Linked DNA regions of Mus musculus: region 1 is linked to region 2. Evidence: chromatin contacts called from public Hi-C data. All regions are on one chromosome and are shown on one strand. The core of a region is the stretch at or near the end of the contact, and the rest is flanking DNA. Distances in the headings are between cores, read along the strand shown. Region 1 overlaps Elovl5 (ELOVL family member 5, elongation of long chain fatty acids (yeast)). Region 2 overlaps Gm34654 (a long non-coding RNA gene).

Evidence for each region. A called contact is a pair of places that touch in the nucleus more often than the background predicts.
Region 1: a contact with region 2 is called in a Hi-C map of liver, with 3 times the contacts expected there. The contact joins two enhancer-like sites. A contact is called at or near these places in 3 of 484 Hi-C or Micro-C datasets (all in liver), 6 of 115 datasets of contacts at active chromatin or transcription factors (bone marrow-derived macrophages, embryonic stem cells and liver) and 4 of 9 other capture datasets (adipose tissue, embryonic stem cells, liver and 1 more).

The regions. Positions count from the first base shown.
Region 1 is chr9:77,951,930-77,955,828 of GRCm38.p6, reverse strand. All of the region lies in intron 1 of Elovl5 (ELOVL family member 5, elongation of long chain fatty acids (yeast)), which reads right to left. Among named protein-coding and RNA genes, the nearest start is that of Gm34771, 15 kb to the left of the region's middle. Within about 2 kb of position 2,613, at least 65 of the 459 cell types and tissues checked have an H3K27ac peak or open chromatin away from gene starts, as enhancers often do. A contact at or near this core is called in liver, where this site is marked.
Region 2 is chr9:77,844,134-77,847,909 of GRCm38.p6, reverse strand. The region is part of intron 1 of Gm34654 (a long non-coding RNA gene); the gene reads left to right. Among named protein-coding and RNA genes, the nearest start is that of Gm34654, 5.9 kb to the left of the region's middle. Within about 2 kb of position 1,854, at least 11 of the 459 cell types and tissues checked have an H3K27ac peak or open chromatin away from gene starts, as enhancers often do. A contact at or near this core is called in liver, where this site is marked.

The DNA of each region.
Region 1 (3,899 bases), core at 1,364-3,863, 110 kb before region 2:
TTAGTTATGCTGCAAATATAGTTGCACTGTTTTACACAGAATCAGTCACTGAGCCTCCAGTTCTTCTGAAAACCTTCAAAACCATTTCTAAGTATTGCCAAACCTCTAGGGAAAGGGCGGGGCATGGGGGATGGGTAATACTTCAAGAGAGAAGCTTGGAAGATTTAAGAGACTATCTAAAACATCAACAGCTAAATGAAAACATTAACTAAATATCAAGGATCTATTGCCTCCCATGTCCAGGAGAGTGCAAACAGGGACAGATGTTCAGCAGCATCACCTAGAACAAATGATGTGCCCAAAGGGCACAAGGACCCAGGTCTGAAGCACAGCAGATGTTGGAACACACTTCCTAGTAGCTGTACACACCCATTTAATGCTACACAGTAGGAAGAAAATTCAAGTCACAGCGTTCTGGATTCTAACATCAGGAACAGTTCCCGGAGAGGGAACAATACAAGAATCGTTCAATCTCCTTGTTAACTAAGGCTTTTCAGTTTTCTAAGCAGAAGCCACAGGAAAGCTGGAAACAAGAGCATAGAAAGGCTTTAAAATATACAAGGCTAACCGACTGGGTGGGGGTGGACAGCGGAGGAGAGCCATTAGTGGATTGGGAAAAAAAGTAAGTTCCTGGAACTGCTCTGAATGACCTAAGATTCCAAGGACAGCAGCCTAGGACAGAATCCAGTTTGAGAATCTAGGCTAACATGGCCAGAGAAAAGCAGAAAAACCTAAGGTCAAATTTCAGTCAAGAGTACTGAATCCAGCAGTGGGCTTCAGGAAAGACTTGTGGGTTTAGTATCTGGAGACAACTGAAGACAGTGTCTGGCCTGGATAACCTGTCTAAACTGCTCTGCCGTGGAGGCCTGCAGGAGCTGCCTCACATGGGGGTCCCTCTTCAAACGCACACCCAGGAGGAGACTTTGCCAGAGGGCCACATTTGTTCTTTCGGTGCCTTCCTTCTCAGCTGCACCACTCTCCTCCTGGGTTTGCAGAACTTTTCTCAATCAAACTTAGGAACAGTGGAAAAAGCCAACAGTCTTTGGAGAGCAGACATGGCGAGAGTCAAGAGGGATCTATGCCACGGATGGGCTCGCTGCCCCAGTGATGAAGTGGGGGTTGAGCCATGACTCACCAGGCTGATTCTGACAAGGCAGGTATCTTCCCCCACGCCCACACCCACAACTGAGTGTGTCTATACACTCTTTACAGCTACGGCTGCTGCTCCTCTAAGGTACAAAGACAGGCTGTCACCAAAGGCTTGTATCACTCACAACCACAATGCCACGCTTCTGCCCAGCTATCACCCATCCACACCATTCATTTTTCTTTTTCATTTACACCTGGACACTTGCTGTCTGCATCAGGTGCCAGGCACGGAGGACTTAAAACCCAAAGAGATACAACAGCTCAGAAGACAGAATTTAAGGTCCGGGAGAAAAAACATTCTACACACAAACAGGATCTAAACGGTTTCAATGACCTGCAGTTGACTGCAGCTCGAGAATATTAGACTGAAAACAGCAGAAACGTTTTAGGCTGGTGTTAGACTGTACAGCACTCCGAGGAAAGAGGTGCAACCCACACAACCCTGCCTGGAGCACAAACTGCTTTGTCCAGCGTATCCCCATTATGCTACATGCTACCAATGGGACGAACAGTTAGTGACATCTACTTATCAGCCTGGCTGTTCACACAGCCTTTACTAATGATCTTAAAAAACACTGATGCTGGTGATTTGGAGATGTCACAGTAAGCCTCTTAAAGTGTGCTTTATGTGAGAAGGTGAAAATTTGTGTGTGTGTGTATGAAAGAGACAGTGATAGAGAGACAGACAGACAGACAGACAGACAGACAGACCTTAGTGTGTACAAGCTTTTATATAACCTCTGGCTTCAGGCATTCAGTTTGAGGTGGGTCCTGAGTACATCCACGTGGCTAAGAGAAACAACTGTATTAATGACAGGTACATATATGAAACCTGAGACACTGTTACACAAGAAGAAAGCCGGGTGAAGGGATGGAATGAACCTCCATATGGACCTTGTTTTCAGAAATGGAGTTCTGACCCAAAGACAGCAGGTGTACATGCACGAGCCAGCCTGTGTCCATCACGAGAAAGGGCACTGCACCCCTTTCAGAGAAGCACAATGACTCCCAGGCTTGGGTGCATCTGGCCGGGCTCCACAGAGGGCAATCAAATGGCACACCTTGCAGGGAGCATGTGGCTAATGCCTTGGGAAAGACGAGGGGTGCCCATCCTTAGCTGCTCACACCCCCTCTATCCCCGACGCTGGCCGTGGACGGCCTGCAGCACTACGCCCTTTCCAGTCTCATCTCCCTCACAGCCTCATCTGCCCTGCCACAGCAGCAGTATAAGGGGTGTCTTCCCAGCCACGCTGGACTGACCCACTGCTGAAGTAGCCTTTGGGATATACTCTCACATAGGTACAGAACCCCGGAGAACCCTTGACACTTTGCCTAGTCATCTGGAATTATGGGAACGCCATGACCCAATTTACAAGAATGTTCAATCATGCTGTCAGGTCTGCAGCCGGCCCGCCTGCCTGCCTACCCCTGCCTGCCTACCGCAGTTTCCAGCCTCCAAGCTGTGAAGGCCACAGACACGATTCTCAAGCGTGCTGGGCCAAGTGGGAACACAGCCACTCTGAACCATGGTGCTAGTGGGGACCAGGCCAGGCCTCCTCTCTGGGGGAGGCTTTGATCCTCTGGAGCAAGCAACAGGCCTCTCTTTGATCTGCCCAGCTCCCAAAACATAGACAAGAAATACATGACGAGAATGGATTTCTCTCCCCAGAAGCTAGACCCTGCAGACACTACACCTAAGTAACAGCCTTTTAACTTGGGGTCTCTGACCTTCACTCAACCTGGAGGGCCTCACGGAAACTGCAGGCCACAGCCAGGCGTATCAGAATCCATTTTTTGAAATTCCAACCATCAGAGTACCCTAAAGCTATCCAGGAGTTCAAGATCACACATAAAACACACGAACAAAGATTAAACAACTGAGCAGGGGCTGGTAAATTAGAACAGATTTCAGACAATCTCCTTTTTAACAGACAAAAAAGCCTAGGTTGGCCTCAAACTGGTCACCTCCCTGCCTCAGCCTTCCAAGTGCTGGGATAACCGGTGTGTACCACGAGGCAATGTAAGAATTCCACTTTAATACTTCGAGGTGTGCCAGCAGACAGTCTCAGTTGTGTCTCTTCCCACTATAAAATTCTAGACCACTTTTGGCAACTCTGCTACTATATTATTGTGTCACATTTTAAACATCACACCATGGAAAACTGACTGGTGCTGGCATTCTGTTTAGAAACTCCCCTGTATTTACCTCCAGTTCAATTCTCAGCCCCTCACCCCCAACCCCCACCTAACAGCTCACAATTGTCTGTAGCTCCAATTCCAGGGGAGCTGGCACCCTCACAGACATACATGCAGGCAAAACACCAAAATGAATGAATGAGTGAATGAACGAAACAAACTCCCTTATATTTATGAAGACAGCTGAGGAGAGCATGAGGGGAGGAGAGAGTCCAGCAGCACACCCTCTACATCACTTCCAGAAACTACTTAGAATTTAGAATCCTTATGCCTGAGTCCAAAGAAAGATCAGAACCACCGCAGCGTGAAATACTGTGAACTTTGAACCCAAAAGGGCAAACAAATCCCACGCCCAAAGACGGCCCAGCCCTGCTCCTGCAGAAAACCTACCCCCAATTTATCTCACTAGCTCCCTTCGAATGTAGTGCAAGCCCAGGTGAATTAAATCACAGTTACACGAAGCATCTTCAAAGAATGAAAGATTATATTGAAAGGACCCAGATGTAGCTGTCTCTTGTGAGACTATGCCGGGGCCTAGCAAACACAGAAGTGGA
Region 2 (3,776 bases), core at 605-3,104:
TTCTTCACCAAATTTATGTCTATGATATTCCACTAGCAATATGGAACTACCTCATCAATTTAGGACCATCAGTCTTCTGACTTTACTATTCTGATAAGTTGGAAATAGACCCAATATTGTTTCAATATACATTCTTTTTAGTGAGATTGAAGATGTCTTCATATTTAAGAGTCAGTTCTACATCCTTATTGGGGACTGCCAAAACTTGAAATTTTGGCATTCTTTATTTGTTTATTTATTTGTTTAAGACAGTGTTTCTCTGCTGAGTTTTCAAAATAATTATAAATCTATGTTCCATCTTTGCTTTCACAAAATCAAAGAGAAGACTTTGTATTATGGAAGTTCTTGAATGCTGTAAAGAATCATTTAGGAGGGAGGGAGGAGGGAAAGAAGAGAGGGAGGTGGGGGATTCAGGAGTGAAATTCCTGGGGTGGTGTAAGAGTACAGCTTCAGGAATATTTAGTAACAAGTATTAAAAGCTAATATCTGCTACAGGTATATCAGGCACAAGTGTTCTAATGCCAGGCAGGAATTAAATAATTTCTGACTGTGAAAGAGGTACTTCCTCCTTCAGACAGCACTTGTATCAGAAATATTAAAAGGTCAGGTTGTGCTTTGGCTAACAGGTTCTACTAACCAGTTGAAGAAGAAACTGATAGTGCCTCATGAGGAAATTGGACATGCACTGAATTACAGGAACTGTCTTTCCTGTCTACTGGCACATATATGAGCATCTACTTTCCTCCCCCCACCCCTATACCTTTATCCTTCATTAGCATGTGCACAGAGACCTACCTGGCACCTCGTTACTATGCACAGAACTTCAATAGCCTTCCCTCCCTGGGATCTCCTGCCCTCAGCTTCCTTTATTGATCACTATAAAGGTCATTGGCTTTCTTTTACCTTCTCATGATAACTCAATGACTTAAGTTCTAAACTTACTCTCATCTTAGTCTTGAAACTGAGACCCACATATGCCTTGCTCAAAGTCACGCTGGGAATGTAAGTCCACACTCTTAATTATAGTTTGTCAGATTGGTAGGAAATACTTGGTGCCTGATGCGACCTAAATGTGTGTTCAAACCCATGCACAGAGAACAGGTCCCCAGTGGGACAGTGCTTGAAGGTAGAAAGTTTGGGAAGGTCGTAAGGCTAAGGGGCTCAAGTTCATGAATGGATTGTGAAGTGGTCTGACAGAGAAAGTGTGGTCCTTCTGCTCCTCCATCGTCTGCCAACTGAGGTCCCACAAAGCACCATCTTGGGAAGAAAGCAGTCCTCACTAGTTTCCTGAATCTTCATCTTGAGCTTCCAGCTTCCAGAAGCTTGAAGCATGTCCGTCTGTTCCCGATGCTGCTCCATATGTAGTGTCTGACAGAGGTCAAGAATCCCGGGTAGAGAGATGGCTCAGCGGTTGAGAGCACTGACTACTCTACTAGAGGTCCTGAATTTAATTCTCAGCAACCACACGGTGGATCACAACCATCTGTAATGGGATCCAATGTCCTCTTCTGGTGTGTGTGAAGACAGTGACAGTGTACACACACACACACACACACACACACACACACACACAGAGCAGACAACTAGGCCAAGGAAGAGCTGCAACAGCAGCAACCGAAGTACAATGGATATTGAACACAGAGTATGAATGCAAACCAGAAATGAGGCAGGGTGAGGCATGTGATTCTGTTTGCCTTCACTCGCCTCCAGTTGCTGACAGCTAAGCAGGTCATTGTTGTTTTTTATCCCCATAGGACTTAGTGTTCCGGCTGCCAGATGAAAACAGTATTTACTCTGAGCCAAGAGCACCCTTTAACCTGTCCTTAGGTGGCTCTGGTCAGACCACGAATCAGCCCACACATCTTGGCTAGGATTCCCATCGCTGGTCCTAGTGAACAAATGTGCTGATGGCTCAGACCTGTGAGAGCAGCCAGAGAAAACAGTCTTATGAATTATGAAAGAATATGGGTGAACTAGATAGAAGATGCCAATCAACAGACTGCATTGTGAAAGGGGCCATGAACCTTATTCTAACACGTACTCAGTATGAGCTCATCACGCAGTAGGTACTGGGTTATCAGACTGAACTCCATCCTAAAGCCCTGAAGGTAGGGCACATGACCGCATCCTTAAGCTCCGCTCAGCAATGACTGGCTTTGAGCCCCAGGTGAGCTGTTTATTCAACAGTTGTCAAATGATCTAATGAATGATGGAAGGCATGCCTCGGTGTCCTTGCCTACGCGGTTCTCTTCACCTAGAACTCATGGCATTTGGAAATGCCTCCTTCGCCTCTAGTTCTTGCCTAGTGTTAACTGTTCCCTTTCTAATTCTACAGTCTATGCAGTTGGATTTATAACAATAGCATATACTATCTACTATTTTGCCTCAATGTCTATGTATTCCGCTCTAAACTATATAGTAATTCCATCTGCATACTGAATTGAAACAGAAATGCCCATGTATTGTTCTCAAACTAGTACACACATTTCCTAAATGTAAGAACATCTTTACATTTTGCCCTGTAAATCCATTGTGTATTACTTTCCTCCTTGGGGCAGAATGCTTCGCAGAAGCAACTTAAGGGAACAATGATTTCTGTGGGTCATGGTTTAAAGAGATGCAGCCCACCAGGTAGGGAAGCCATGACAGCAGGAGCTGTGCTCAGCTGTGGTGGCAGGGACATGGAGTTGCTCACATAGAAGAGATTCACGAAGTAGAAAGAGAGAGAGAGATGGATGTTGGCCTCCTCTGGCTTTCTCTACTTGCCTTCTATTTGACCTGGGACTCATATCCATGGGGTGGTCCTAACCACTCTATAGTTGAGCCTTTCTGATAAAACCTTATAGACCTTCCCAGAGGGGCATAACTTAGGAGATTCTAATTAAGTCGGACTGGCATCGAAAGCTGAGCATCACAATCTAATGGCACTAAGCACTGCCATGCTAGTCAATTTGACTTCTTCAAACAGAAAGTGGAGGATTTCTTGTCAAATCAAAGGAGACAGAATTGAAATGACTTGTCTACCTGATCCTTAGCTTAATGTAAATGTACACACATCTAATTTAAAAAGAGTAAAACATGCCTATTCCATTGAAAGTAGAGAAGTAACTTAAAACATCATTTAGTTCCTATGAAACAGCATGTAACTGTAGCACAGGCTAGCCTGAAACTCACCACATAGCCTAGGCAGGCTACATCTCATGGTCCTCTTCTCTCAGTCCCCCATGGTGCTAGGATTGCAGGCATGCATCACCATGCCTGGTTTAAACTGTCTTTACTGCCTGGCAGTCCCTGGAGTGTGTGGACATCGCCTCCACATGAATCTAAAGATGGAATCTATCAATAGGTGTCCCAGTCTGTTACTGAGTCGTAGCCGGACTAATCCCACAGTTTTCTTTGAACATACACTATATAGTTCTTCAGCTCCTTGTTTAAAATAAAATATTTCAGCCAGGCAGTGGTGGCACACACCTGTAATCCTAGCACTTGGGAGGCAGAGGGTGGTGGATCTTTGAGTCTGAGGCCAGCCTAATCTATAGAGCTAGTCCTAGGACAGCCAGAGCTACACAGAGAAATCCTGCCTTGAAAAACAAACAGCAAAAACAAAAATCAAATATTTCTGCTTTGTATTATGTAGTCAGAGATATTTTTCAAGTGGCTGGTAGGTTATAAATGTTCAAATAGCCTAAGTTTCACGTTATACATTCACCAATGACCTATCTCAAATTCCTGAGGCAAGTGGACTCAAGCTTTCTCCTCTCTATGTCACAGATGGC